Linked DNA regions of Capra hircus: region 1 is linked to region 2. A link is a contact called in public Hi-C data. All regions are on one chromosome and are shown on one strand. The core of a region is the stretch at or near the end of the contact, and the rest is flanking DNA. Distances in the headings are between cores, read along the strand shown. Region 1 overlaps MKI67 (antigen KI-67). Region 2 has its middle 14 kb from the start of MKI67.

Region 1 (6,882 bases), core at 924-3,423, 45 kb before region 2:
TGAGTGGGTATGGATCCATGCGTATTTGTGTATGTGTGTGAATGAATGGGTGTGTATCCGTGTACACGCATGTGTGAATGAGTGGGTATGGATCCATGCGTATTTGTGTATGTGTGAATGAATGGGTGTGTATCCGTGTACACGTATGTGGGAATGAGTGGGTATGGATCCATGCGTATTTGTGTATGTGTGTGAATGAATGGGTGTGTATCCGTGTACACGTATGTGGGAATGAGTGGGTATGGATCCATGCGTATTTGTGTATGTGTGAGTGAATGGGTGTGTATCCATGTACACGTATGTGGGAATGAGTGGGTATGGATCCATGCGTATTTGTGTATGTGTGAATGAATGGGTGTGTATCCGTGTACACGTATGTGGGAATGAGTGGGTATGGATCCATGCGTATTTGTGTATGTGTGTGAATGAATGGGTGTGTATCCGTGTACACGTATGTGGGAATGAGTGGGTATGGATCCATGCGTATTTGTGTATGTGTGTGAATGAATGGGTGTGTGCCTGTGTGTACATGCATGCATGTGAACATTCTACGTGTGTGTATGAGCATATGCAATACTGTGTATCCGTGCATATGTATGTGAATGAATGGGTGTGTACGTATATGCATGTGTACATGTAGGCATGTGTGAGCATATGTAAGAAACCTTCCATATTCGTGTGTATGTATGCGTGTGTATGAATGAATGGGTGTATGTGTGTGTACATGTTCATGTATGCATGCGTGAATACTACAGGTCTGGGGTAGAGTCTTAACTAAGGAAGGCAGGAGATGACTGGTAGAAAATTAAAGCAGAAAGTCACGTCATGGAAAACTTGGAGATAAAGTAAAACTAGCTTCCATTTAATGAGAGCTTTCCATCAGGGGATGCTACTTTCTTGGAATCTGAGGCTCAGAGAAGTTACCAAATCACACAGCAAGTAGATGTTTATTTCTCGTACCCCATTCTCAAGCACACAATTAGCCTTGCTAAATAGTAATGGTTAATATTTCTATCTGATGCTTCCTCCCCCCAAAATGCTAAGGATGTGTCCTGTGGATGTGCATTTTTTAAAACATGTTTGTGACCTTCTCTAATTCAGCACCTACAACCATATAAAATAAAACCACCCTTCTTTTTAAAATTAATTTATTTTACAATATTGTATCGGTTTCGCCATACATTGACTTGAATCTGCCATGGGTGTACATGTGTTCCCCATCCTGACCCATATATATGCGTTAGTATACTGTATTGGTGTTTTTCTTTCTGGCTTACTTCACTCTGTATAATAGGCTCCAGTTTCATCCACCTCATTAGAACTGATTCAGATGTATTTTTTAATGGCTGAGCAATACTCCATTGTGTATATGTACCACAGCTTTCTTATCCATTCATCTGCTGATGGACATCTAGGTTGGTTCCATGTCCTGGCTATTATAAACAGTGCTGCGATGAACATTGGGGTACACGTGTCTCTTTCAATTCTGGTTTCCTCGGTGTGTATGCCCAGCAGTGGGACTGCTGGGTCATATGGCAGTTCTATTTCCAGTTTTTTAAGGAAAAAATCACCCTTTTTATGCTCTTGAAATACTTTGCTAAAGAAAGCAAGAAAATGTACTGATATATTTCAGTGAGATTTTGGGTTAGAAATGAACCCTAATAGCTTTTTAATTAATTTTTACCCCATTCCCCAGGAACACAGCTAATTGAAATTTTCTATATGTGAGGTTCATAATTATGGCTAAATCTGAAGTGCTGGCAGAACAACTGAATCATAGGAAATTCCTGTTTCCTTGAATTTTGTCTGAGTGACACACTGATGACTCACACGTTCAGAAGGCCTTTTCTAAGGAGGCTCGCACTTCCTCAAACACCATCCCTTCTGCTCGTCGGAACCCCACTCTTTGCGGCCCCACTTGACGATGACCTCCGATTTCAGGCAACGCCGTCTAAATAGCTGTATTAATAAGGCAGCCAAAAGAGCAAAAACAAATACCCCTGACCGAGACAGACGTGCCTGGATTCAAGCATTTGTTCAAACGCATTTATTGTGATGTGGACCTTGCTCCACGCCAGACCAGGGGGGAAACACAAGAGCCGACGGAGGCAGGGGTGACAGCTCCCGTGTCCGGGCACAGTGACGTCCCGGCCTCCAGCCTCACCTCCTCCAGGCAGCGCAGGCGGGCGGGGAGGCCTCCACACGGGTGCCTGGAGGGGGCGGGGTGCTTGTGTCCGACCCGGGGAACACGGAGGAGCCTGAGGACGGAGCGAAACAGCAGTGAGACGGGCGGCTCTGAAACCAGAGGGCGGACGTCCAGGCGAAAAACGAGATGCGACAGCCTCTTTCCGAGTGGGAGGCGCGTCTGGGCTTGCGGTGCTTCCCATCCGAGGTGAAGGCGCCAGGCCAGGCCAGCAGGTGTGGGCAGAGAAAGCCCAGGCGAGCGGAGACTCGGAGAACGGGACCCGAGGGCGCCGAGCGCCGCCGCAGCGCGGACTCAGGCAGGTGGGCAGACGCCCTCGGGCGGAAGCAGTCCTGGTTCAGACTCTCCACGTGAAACAGGCAAGCGGGCAGGCTTCCCTCGAGCAAAGCGCCGCGCTGCCCCGCAGATGGCGTCGCAGACCAGCCTCGGAATCACAGGTCTCTCGCCTCCGAGGCCAGGGCAGTGAGCGGAGGGCTGTCCTGTGCAGATGGCCCGCAGCCCGAGCGCCTGGACCCGCGGTCTCCCCGGGGTGAAGGCGGACACCCTAACTTTCATTTTTCTCGTCCTCTGCCCATTCATTTCTGCGTCCTGAGTGCCTGCCGGGCGCTAGAGAGAAGCCCCTGCCTTTCACATTTGCATGAGGACGTTCGTACACAAAGGACACAGACACACACACACAGAAGCATTTACAGCAGCGTGGCGAGTGCTGGAGCCCACGGCCAACGGGGATCGGCCGCGGCAGTCACAAACCCGGGGCTTCTATCACCGAGATGAAGGCCACGCCTTGGCAAACTCCCCCCACCCCCGCACCCCCTACTCAAGTTTTAACTTTTTTTACTAATTTAGGAGACTCAGCAGTCTCCTTCATAATCTCCATGTGGGGGCTTTTGAATAAACTCTTGAGTTAGAAAATTCGAAGCCTTCTTCCCTTAAACCCCCACCCCACCCCACCCCCAACAGCATTATTTACAGAATTCACTTTAAAAACTTATGGAAAATATTGTACTACAACTTATCACTAAATTCATTACGGCCCCACCACCACCCCACTTTAAACTTTTTAGCTATATATCTTCAGGGTCTCGACGACTTCTGGTTCTTATTTTCTTGACACACACATTGTCACTTTCCTGTTTGGGAAGAAAAATATCTCTTAAGTCATTTGAAAGAACAGTTTGTGTAACCAACTCTACTCTGCAAAAACCCGAATCCTTACAGGGTGCAACGCAGGCCTTTAGTTCCAGAAAACTAGTCTTGAGGTTGGAAATGAGCTTTAAAATACAGACTGTAAAAGCTGCCTTAAACTCTTTTTACTATGTAAATCTTTAAAGTTAAATATTGTGTCTTGACAGAAAGGTTGGTAAGCTATTTTTAAGTTATAAATACATCATAAAGAAGAAAAAAGAAATTTCCACATACGTTTTTCACTGATTTTTATAAATACCACTCAGAAAAAGTGAATTCAAATGTGTAATCAGGCTGAACCCTTTTGGACCTTCTAAACAACTGGTGTGTCCAAAGGGGACATCACTCAGTGCTAGCTGAGTGTGAGCAGAGACCACTCTTGGGTTGCTGTCTTTGGAAAGGGGAAAGGATACCAGGCTGCCTCCAAATGGGAACTGTTCATGGGACTGTTTGCCTACGGACACCCCACCGCTCTGTGTCCCAGCTTTCTGAGGGGACACCTTTGAAATCAAGCATTACTTTTTGGGAAGCTTGTTCAGTCTCTAACCACACACTGAAGGCAGTGCCTGGACCCTTAGTACAGGGTATGCAGTGAGCACTCAGAAAGTACTAACTGGATAAATCCCCTGAAAGAAGACGTCATTATGTGAATTTACTATTCAAAGTGGAATTCCCAAGCCACATCCACCTGAATATGGTTTAGATGCCTGCTTCTCCTGGTAGTTTAACTGGGAGTCGGCAGCGTATTATCCCATTTGCTGTGTCTGCTCTCGCAATGTGGGGTAAAACCTCTCCTGACATAGTCTCTAGGCTTAATAAAAGAACAGGAGATTACTAGCCTTTTGAAGACTGTGGGCACATCTCTTGGCACTCCGGGTCACTCTCTGTTCCGATGCACTCTCTGAAGGGTTTCCTCGAGGGCGGACGCTAACCTTTCTGGATCTCGAACACTTAGGGTCTGAATGTCCTGTCCCTTCTTTCTTTTCCTGCTTCTTCGCCAGGATGTCCACCCTTCCCTCCCTCGCTTTCTCCTCTGCAGCCTCAGGCAAAGGCGTCTGGTTCTGCCTCCCAGGCCTCAAGCGCGTCCTCCTCTCTTCAACTTTGCCCCGGGAGGCAGGCTTCTTGGCTCCATCTTCAGGGCTCCGGAGCTTCATCTCCTGGGAGGGCTGCACAGACTTCTTTTCGCTTCTTTTTATTTTCACCTTTTCTGCTGATATAAGAACCTCAGGTCTTTGCTCCTCTACAGAAGTTTTAGCAGGACGCCTGGAACGCAGGGACGCTCCCTAAAAAAATTTAAAAGACATCCACAAAATGTCAAGAATGAGGAATACAAATTACAGATCTCAAGGTGGAGAACATCATTTGAAAGTGAACTCAAAGGGGAATCAATTGCAACATTTTCCATTGATTCATATCCTAACATGCAAGTAAGTCTAAGCAAGTCAGGGGTGTACCTGTCAATTTGCTCCTACAGAGAAATCGCCATTTCCACCAATAAACCCTAAGTAAGGAATTCAGTATGAACTCCAACCACAACACCTGTCATATACGTCAGCGTGATTTTAACAAGCACTAAAAGGGTATTCCAGGAAAACACCCCACTATTCAGACAGCAAATGAATTCCTAATCCTTCAAGTCATTGCTAGAGCAGAACAGGGAAATTTCAATTTCTGGAATCCAATTTACAAACTTCTCTGACAACACTTATAGCTCCCCTACTGGCTTAGATGGTAAAGAATCTGCCTGCCATGCAGGGGACCTGGGTTCAATCCCTGGGTCAGGAAGATCCCCTGGAGAAGGGAATGGCAACCTACTCCAGTATTCTGCCTGGAGAAATCCATGGACAGAGGAGCCTGGTGGGCTACAGTCCATGGGGTCACAAAAAGTTGGACACAACTAAGCAACAAACACTTTCACTAACAGCCCTGACAGTTATGGGTGTCCCAGGAAACACACACACTCTGGGCAAATTGTTCTAACTGTTTAAGTACTGATGTAGATACTACTTGTTTTCAGCACTCCGGGTCTAGAACAAGGCAGGACCGAGTTGCCCACTTTTTCTCGGCACAAAGCTCCATATCTTTGAAAACGAACATAGGAAGATCCCCTGGAGGGTGAAACAGCAACCCAGTCCAGTGGGGTCCATGGGGTTGCAGAGTCGGACACGACTGAGGAACTAAACAGCTCTATAAATTCTAAGGCAATGCTTTCCAATGGTCTGCAGCTACTCACTGTGTTGACTGTGGACCCACACTTACATTGAGGTGACATACAGTTGATAGCAAATTTATGCCAGAATGGAGAGCATCCACCCACGTTGCCATGCTGTGCCAAGTCATTCAATCATGTTCGACTCTTTGCGACCCCACGGACTGCAGCCCGCCAGGCTCCTCTGTCCGTGGGATTCTCCAGGCAGGAAGACTAGAGTGGGCTGCCACGCCCTCCTCCAGGGGATCTTCCCGGCCCAGGGATCAAACCCGCATCTCTTATATCTCCTGCATTGGCAGGCGGGGTCTTTACGACTGTCGCCACCTGGGGAGCCCACCGGGCACAATCATATCACACCTCCCATCACCTTATTCGGAGCCTGTGTGACTTCTCCTTGCGGATCCATAGCTTTAGCTTTCAGGCCATCGTCAGGCAGGTTTCCCACAGGTTCAGTCGTTTGTGCCAAAGTCCGCAGGCTTCTCTTCTTCACTCCTGGGGGCTCGGGGGGCTCCCGTGTCTCCCTGAGGGCTGTCCTCTGCTTCTTCTGGAGTGGCCTCTCGTCCTCGGGGTCCTGGGCAGCTGTCACAGGGCGCAGTCTCTTCCTGCCTGTGACTCTGCCGTCTTCTCCCTGCTCCCTCTCGGGGGACGGGGGAACACAACTTTCACCTGGGTGTTCTGCAGGCTCTCTGCTGCCCGCAGGGTCTTCTGTGAATTTTACTTTAGGGGCCCTGAGGACTCGCCGGGACGTTTCTACAGGTCTTCTGTCTGCTGCTTGCTTTGGGGCTCTCTTGATGGCAGTAGCATTGCTTTCCACTTCCTTGGCCTGATCGGGCTTTTGAAAGGGCTCCTGGGAACTGGCCGGGTCTTCCATGGTCTTCTCCTGAAATGCTTTTCGCCGACTCCTGACGCCAATGAAGTTTTCTGCTGAGTCCAGGTTCCTCCTTGACATTTCCTTGGCCATTTTGACCTTGTTCTCATTGCCCACAGGTTCTGTGTGCATGGCTTCCCCTGGAGTCTGTGCAGGCCTGCTAAGCGCTGAGGGCTCGTCTACAGCCACTTTTCCGGGTGGTGACCTGAGCTGTCTCTGTCTACCTGTTCTCCTGGTGACTGGTTCTGCTGGTGGAGACTGGCGGGGTGCTGGAGCAGTCATAACATCACTCACTGGTTCCTTGGCCCCATCTCGCTTTTGGAAGAGCTCTTTGGTACCGGCCGGATCTTCCAGGGGTTGGGTCTTTTCCTTCAGTGTTCTTAGCCGGCTCCTGACCCCATTTTCTGCTGGATTGAG
Region 2 (7,636 bases), core at 3,970-6,469:
AGAGATTCCTTGAAAAGACCTTGAACTTATCCAATAGTTACGAGTGTCCTTACCTCCTAGGTTATGTCCTCTCAATACTGTTTCCTATGGAAGGAAACCTGGTTTCCCTATGGAAATAATAGTAAATTCCATATCGGGGGCAGGAACGGGACAGGATAACCCCAGACTAATTTGACACATCAGTAAGCAAGGATGCCTCTCAGAGATGACTGGGGTCATGTCTAAAGAACCCAGGAGCCACGGTGAAGAGGCCCCCTCTACTCAAACTTTCGTATTCGGAAAAAAAAAAGAAAAAAACTGCAGTGAACTGAAACACAAAAAATAAATTCCTCAAGTTTACAATGATTCCTTAAAAAAATAAAAGAAAAGAAACTCACTGGACACCTTCAGAGGATGTAAGGAAACCAGTCCATTCTGGCAAAGCAAGGGAGAAGGTTAAGTGAAAACTTGTCTTTCTTACATCAGCTTGTCTCAGGGCAACGATGCAGCTGATTAGGGAACGTTTCTCTTTATAGAGGCATTTAGTAAATGCCCAGAGAAGGGAAATTGTAAAAGAATCTCACAACTCTGCAAATCCTTCATGAAAAAAATACGTCCGGGGGTGATCGTGGAAGGGTACTTACATCGCAGAAAGAGACTGAGCTTCGTGTGCAGGCTGCAGGCAGTAGACACCTGGATCTCCAAGGGGGTCCGGGAGTAAAGCACCTGGACTGAGGTTTGGCCTCTGGATGGAACTACCCGTGTCCAGGAAACCCGAGGGAGAGGAGTCCCTATTAAACAGCACCAGTGACAGGCAGAGGTAAGATCAGGGGTGAGAGACTCTGCAGACAGGGAACATGGTTTCTTCAATGTCCTGCAAGGAAACAAACAAAAAAAGGGGCCGAAGGAACTATATATTTAAAGGAGCAGATAAGAAAGTCTTGGATTGAGCTATGACAGAATCCAAGAATTCAGCTAAACAGGTCTTAGACCCACTCTCCAACTGCCAACAGTAGTAAAATGGAGCAAGGTATCCGAGGTGCTCTCTGCAGGAACTGGGCCATGGCCAGCTCAGGCTGCATCCTTGAGAAAGGAAGCACGGGACTGGAGTCACCTTCTCCCCCAGGCGCACTCCGATTGTGTGGGGGTGCAGGGAGGCGAGACCAAGTGGAGAGGAGTCGTCTCACCGTCCTGAGGAGCAGAGACTAGAGACCTGGGTGCTGAGAAGATTGGGGTGGGGGGTGCTGCAAGAGGAGGGGCCTCGTGCAGAGGGATGGGTGTGCAGACACCTTGGCTGAGAGGCCTTAGCCAGGGGCTGGACTGCGCAAGTCCAGGGGAAGACTTTGCAAAACCTGATAGCTGTTGGGAAAAAGTTTGTTCAAGGAGATTTCTATATCCAAGGAAAGTACCCTGTTTTTAAAGCAGGGTGTGTGTGTGTGTGTGTGTAAATAAAGACATTTTCAGATAAATACAAGCCCAGAGAACTAGCATTCATTCTCAAAACACCAGGAAGTGCAATTTTAAAACCACAACGAGATACTGTTTTTACACACCCACAAGAATGGTTAAAATTAAAGAGACAGAGAACAGCCAATGCCGGGGAGGATGTGGAGCACGGGGTGGGGGGTGGGGGATTTCGGACATTGCTGTGGGCATGCACGTGGCGTGACCAGGACAAAACCTCTCGGGCAGATCCTTACAAAGCCAAACATCTACCCTGCGATCCAGCAGTTCCACTCCCAGGCATTTGCCAAAGAGAAGTGAACACATATTGCCACAAAAAGATTGGTGTGAGTAGCTACATCCAAACCTGGGAGCAATCCAAATATCTATCAACAGGATGTTTCCTGAGAGGCTATGTTCCATTAGAGGGGCTTCCCTGGTGGCTAAAGAACCTGCCTGCCAATGCAGGAGATGTGGGTTTGATCCTGGGTCCGGAAGATCCCCTGGAGAAGCAAATGGCAACCCACTCCAGTATTCTTGCCTGAGAAAATCCCATGGACAGAGGGGCCTGGCAGACTTCAGTACATAGGGTTGTGGAAAGACAGACTGAGGGACTAAACCACAAACGTTACCATACAGGCTGTGTTCCAGTCACATGGTGAAATACTACAAAGGACTAAAAAAGAAGGACGTCTTGGTACATAAGACACTGTGACTGAATCTCAAAGAACATGATTACTTTGGGTAGAAGGAGTTAGGCACAGATGAGTATGCCTGTCCCTTTATGTGAATTTCTAAGACAGGCAGAATTCCTGTAAGATAACAGAAGTCAGTGGTTTCTGGTGGGCTGGGTGGTAGGGGAATGGATTGGAAGAGGGAACTTTCAGGGGTGATGGAAACCTTTTATAGTTTGATGAATGTGTTCATCACACAAATGGTTATATCTGACAAAACAAGGATCTGTATGTCTTGGTATATGAAAAATTTTACCTGAATTAAAAAAATTTTTTAAATCAAATGAATACAATTCACAGGCCTTTTTAGACTTGATTTAGAAAAATCAACTGTTAAGGACACATCTATAAGGCAGCTGGAGAAACTGGGTCACTGAATGAATATTTGATGATATTAACTGGCTGACTTTATTTTTGGGGCTCCAAAATCACTGCAGATGGTGATTGCAGCCATGAAATTAAAAGACGCTTACTCCTTGGAAGGAAAGTTATGACCAACCTAGACAGCATATTAAAAACCAGAGACACTGCTTTGTCAACAAAGGTCGGTCTAGTCAAGGCTATGGTTTTTCCAGTAGTCATGTATGGACGTGAGAGTTGGACTGTAAAGAAAGCTGAGCACCGAAGAATTGATGCTTTTGAACTGTGGTGTTGGAGAAGACTCATGAGAGTCCCTTGGACTGCAAGGAGATCCAACCAGTCCATTCTAAAGGAAATCAGCCCTAAATATTCATTGGAAGGACTGATGCTGAAGCTGAAACTCCAATACTTTGGCCACCTGATGCAAAGAACTGACTCATTTGAAAAGACCTAGATGCTAGGAAAGATTGAGGGCAGGAGGAGAAGGGGATGACAGAGGATGAGATGGTTGGATGCCATCACAGACTCAATGGACATGAGTTTGGGTGAATTCTGGGAGTTGGTGATGGACAGGGAGGCCTGGAGTGCTTTGGCTCCTGGGGTCGCAGAGTCAGACACAACTGAGCAACTGAACTGAACTGAAGGAAATGCTTTTGATGTGATAATAGTATCATTATTGTGACAATGGTATTGTTATGTTAAAAGACTTCTGTTAGAGATATACACTACCTATTTACGGAGGAAGAGATAGGATGTGTGGGATTTATTTAAAAATAAACTGCTGGAGGGCTTCCCTGGTGGCTCAGTGGTAAATCCTCCAAGGCAGGAGGATTGTGGGAAGACCCCACATGCCGAGGAGCAACTAAACCCGTATGCCGCAACTATTCAGCTTGTGCTCTAGAGCCTGGGAGCCACCGCTGCTGAAGCTTGTGTGCCTTAGCCCCAGGGCTCTGAAACGAGAGAAGCCACTGCAGTGAGAAGCCAGCACATTATAACTAGAAAGTAGCCCCCACTCACCACAACCACAGAAAAGCAACGATGACCCAGCACAACCCAAAATAAATACATACATAAAATTATTTTTAAAAAACACAGTTTATTAAAAAAAATAAAATAAACCAGTGGAGGTGAGAGGTGGAAGTGTCCTGGGGATATGGATGAACGCAGATGCCCGTGTACATCAACTATTGAAGCTGGGTGACAGGTACATGGGGGTTTGTCACGTTACACTTATTGCCTCTGTAAGTTTAAACTTTTCCAGGAGAAAAAGTTTTAAAAGTGAAGCGTAAGAATATCAGGAAGCATTTCATGGGTGGGCCTGGGGTTCTCTGGCAGGGGTGGGGATGGGGGTAGAACAGGCAAGGCAGAGATGCCAAAGAGACAGGGGAACCCAAGTGTGTTAAGTCTTAAGGGACCAGTTAAGACCCATGGCCTTCCTGACCAGGTAATTACTGGGCTCTGGGTGGGGTCCTGGAGCTGCCTCCCACAGCCAGATGGGCCACATGACAAGCCTATGCCTTAAAGAAGTTTCTATTACAATTTTTAAAGTACAGTTCAGTTCAGTCTCTCAGTCATGTCCGAAATGCTAGAAATTACCGATAGTTCAGTTCAGTCACTCAGTCGTGTCCAACTCCTTGCGACCCCATGGACTGCAGCACACCAGGCCTCCCTGTCCATCGCCAACTCCCAGAGTTTACTCAAACTCATGTCCATTGAGTCGGTGATGCCATCCAACCATCTTATCCTGTGTTGTCCCCTTCTCCTTCTGCCTTCAATCTTTCCCAGCATCAGGGGTTTTTCCAATAAGTCAGTTCTTTGCATCAGGTGGCCAAAGGACTGGAGCTTCAGCTTCAGCATCAGTCCTTCCAATGAATATTCAGGACTGATCTCCTTTAAGATGGACTGGTTGGATCTCCTTGCAGTCCAAGGGACTCTCAAGAGTCTTCTCCAACAGCACAGTTCAAAAGCATCAGTTCTTCAGCACCTAGCTTTCTTTACAGTCCAACTCTCACATCCATACAGGACTACTGCACTTAAGTAAGTAATTACTGTACTTAAGAAATTTTTTTACTTAAAAAATACTTTACTTGAAAAAAAGACTTCTGTACTTAAATAACCAATTACTGTACTTAAAAAAGTTTTTTTTACTTAGAAAAAGTACTTTACTTGAAAAAAATACTACTGTACTTAAGTAAGCAATTACTGTACTTTAAAAAATTCTGTGAAAAATTTTGAAGTACAGTAATTGCTAGCATTTCAAGGAAAAATCTAGCCTTGGGGCATTTCTTGAAAGCCAAAAAGAAAAAAGAAAAACCGAATCAGGCCACCCGTATCAGGCCCAGCCGGCTCCCGACTTCTGGAGCCAGGGGCCTGAGCGACCCTGGCCCCGAGCATCCTGGCCGCCCCCTCGGCTGGTGGAGCCCGGAAGCTGGGAGGACCAGCCCGCGCGGCGCCCCGAGCGCCATGGGCGGGGCCGCAGCGCCACCTGGCGACCAAGCGGGGCCACTGCGCCTTCAGGTAGAGATGCCGGTCTGGGCGCTGGCGCAGCTGCAGCCCTGCGGAGCTGGGACACGCACGGGGCGCGTCTGTGCCACTCCGCGGGGAAGACAGCTCCACGTCTCCGCGTTTGTGCCTGAGGTCATTGCACGTCTCGGAGCTGTGCTGGTACGGGGATGGGGCGGGGTGGGGGGCGCTGTAGACACGGCTGCCTTGTGCCAACGCGCGCGGGGTTGCCCTGTATCTCGCCCGGCAGGGAGGGGCCTGGAGACCGGCAGGTCCTGTCCGCTGGGTTTCCTGGAATCACGGGTCCTCCTCCAAAGCAAACCCAAACTGAGTGCTGCCGGAGTAAGACTGATCCAGATAAAAACCGTCATCGACGGGAGAACTCTGAACGCCGTTAGGTGCCAGTCTGTTCCGAAATACTATGGGAGAAATGCCTTTGGCAGTCTCCTGAAGACTTTGCATCATTACTGCAGTAATTCTTTTGAATAATTTGCCACTGCTGTAATGATACATTATCGTCTGAAAATTTTGACCTTTTCTTAAAAAACAGTTTGGAAACTGTAGACATACCTGCCCAATCCTGTTTTAGGCATGTATGAAGTGTCTACTGAATGCCAGGCAGTGTGTTAAAAGGGCAAATATGATGGTCTGTGTTGCAAAAAGGCACCCGGTCTGCAGGGGATAGTTACCCGAGAGACCATGAATGGGGTGTGATGGGCTTAACGAGCTATAGCGGAGCCTGTGCGTTATTCAGAGGGTTGGGCTAGTGCGCCATCTAGAGAAAGATCTCGGTAGTCAGCAGTGCTGCGCTCAGTCGCTCAGGCCTGTTCGGCTCTTTGCCATCCCGTGGACTGCAGTCGGCCAGGATTCCCTGGCCATGGGGATTCTCCAGGCAAGAACAGTGGAGTGAGTTGCTGTGTCCTCCTCCAGGGGATCTTCACAACCCAGGTATCAAACCCAGGTCTCCTGCACTGCAGATGGATTCTTTACCAACTGAGCCACGAGGGAAGCCCTAGAATACTGCAGTGGCTGACCTATCCCTTCTCCAGAGAACTTTCCTGACCCAGGAATCGAATCAGGGCCTCCTGCATTGCAGGCAGATTCTTCATCAGCGGAGCTACCAGGGAAGCTCAGTCCGACAGCAGTAACCACCGCAAAGACGTCAAGAGGTTATGTGTACAAGAAGGAGCCCGGTTCCGGTTAACTTCCATGTCTGTGCAGCTGGGAATGTTCTCCAGGTAAACGTTGCAGAGAGACTGAACTGAGAGAAGTGTGCAGGATGTTAGAATCTGTCGTCCTGAGCTTACTGCCTGGAGCTCTGAATTAGTTAACATGATTGCAATTTTTATCAAGGGCCTGTTCTGTGTCAGACCTCTGCTCAGCACAGCAGGCTTCTCAGCGTCCTAGAAACTATGGTTATTACCGCCAGGGGCAGGACTGTGTGAGATCCTGGGGTGCAAAATGTAAGGAAGTGTTTGTGTTACCCAAAGCAAGTTCTTGTGCTCAGTGCACAGTGAGGCCAAACAAACCATCAGAGTTTGGAGCAGAGAAAGGTTTACTGCAGGTCTAGGCAAGGAGACAGGTGGCTCATGCCCCAAAGCCCTATCCTGAATGCACAGCCTGACGGGTGAAAATGTTTCCAAAATTCAGCCTCTGTACACTGCTGATTGATTAAATCTCGGAGACAGTTTTGGTTCAAGTGGGGCTTCCTCAGTGGCTCAGCAGTAAAGAATCTGCCTACAATGCAGGAGACACAGACAGGAGATGCAGGTTCCATCCCTGAATCGGGAAGATCCCCTGGAGAAAGGAAGTGGCAACCACTCCCAGATTCCTGCCTGGGAAATCCCAATCCATGGGGTCGCCAAAGAGTTGGACTCAGGATTCAACAACAACCACAACAGCAGAAAGAAAGAGATTTATTGCTTTGCCAGGCAAAGAGGGCCACAGCAGGACAGTGCCCTCAAAACTGTATGACCACCCCGAAACAGGTACTGCGGAGTCTTACAGTGATCAAAGGGCAGGCTGTGGTCACTTCATGGACAGTCTTCTGATTGGCTGGTGGTGAGGTAATTGGGAGTCAGCATCATCAACCTTCTGGTTCCACCCAGTGTGGGGTCTATACGTTTATGGGCAGCACATAGTTAACTTCCCCCACATGGTGGGGGTTTCTGTATCTGCTAAACAGCTCCAAAGACAATGAATGGCTCAGAATGTTACCTATAACCCTTGAGGAGGAGCTCAGACTCCTTCAGTTCAGTTCAGTTCAGCCGCTCAGTCGTGTCTGACTCTTTGCAACCCCATGGACTGCAGCACACCAGGCCTCCCTGTCCATCACCAACGCCTGGAGTTTACTCAAACTCATGTCCATTGACTTGGTGATGCCATCCAACCATCTCATCCTCTGTCATCCCCTTCTTCTCCAACCTTCAATCATACCCAGCATCAGGGTCTTTTCCAGTGAGTCAGCTCTTTGTATCAGGTGGCCAAAGTATTGGAGTTTCAGCTTTAGCATCAGTCTTTCCAATGAATATTTGGGACTGATTTCCTTTACAATGGACTGGTTTGATCTCCTTGCAGTCCAAGGGACTCTCAAGAGTCTTCTTCAACACCAAAGTTTA

What was found. A called contact is a pair of places that touch in the nucleus more often than the background predicts.
Region 1: a Hi-C map of blood shows a contact between it and region 2, with 3 times the contacts expected there. The contact joins two enhancer-like sites. A contact is called at or near these places in 3 of 5 Hi-C or Micro-C datasets (blood and liver).

Annotation. Positions count from the first base shown.
Region 1 is chr26:4,535,607-4,542,488 of ARS1.2, reverse strand. It overlaps MKI67 (antigen KI-67), which reads right to left. Exons shown (of 15, transcript XM_018041459.1): 13 at 5,965-6,882; 14 at 4,228-4,671; 15 at 2,028-3,333. The coding sequence ends at 3,268. Among named protein-coding and RNA genes, the nearest start is that of MKI67, 28 kb to the right of the region's middle. Within about 2 kb of position 2,173, at least 1 of the 5 cell types and tissues checked has an H3K27ac peak or open chromatin away from gene starts, as enhancers often do.
Region 2 is chr26:4,493,269-4,500,904 of ARS1.2, reverse strand. No RefSeq gene overlaps it. Among named protein-coding and RNA genes, the nearest start is that of MKI67, 14 kb to the left of the region's middle. Within about 2 kb of position 5,219, at least 1 of the 5 cell types and tissues checked has an H3K27ac peak or open chromatin away from gene starts, as enhancers often do.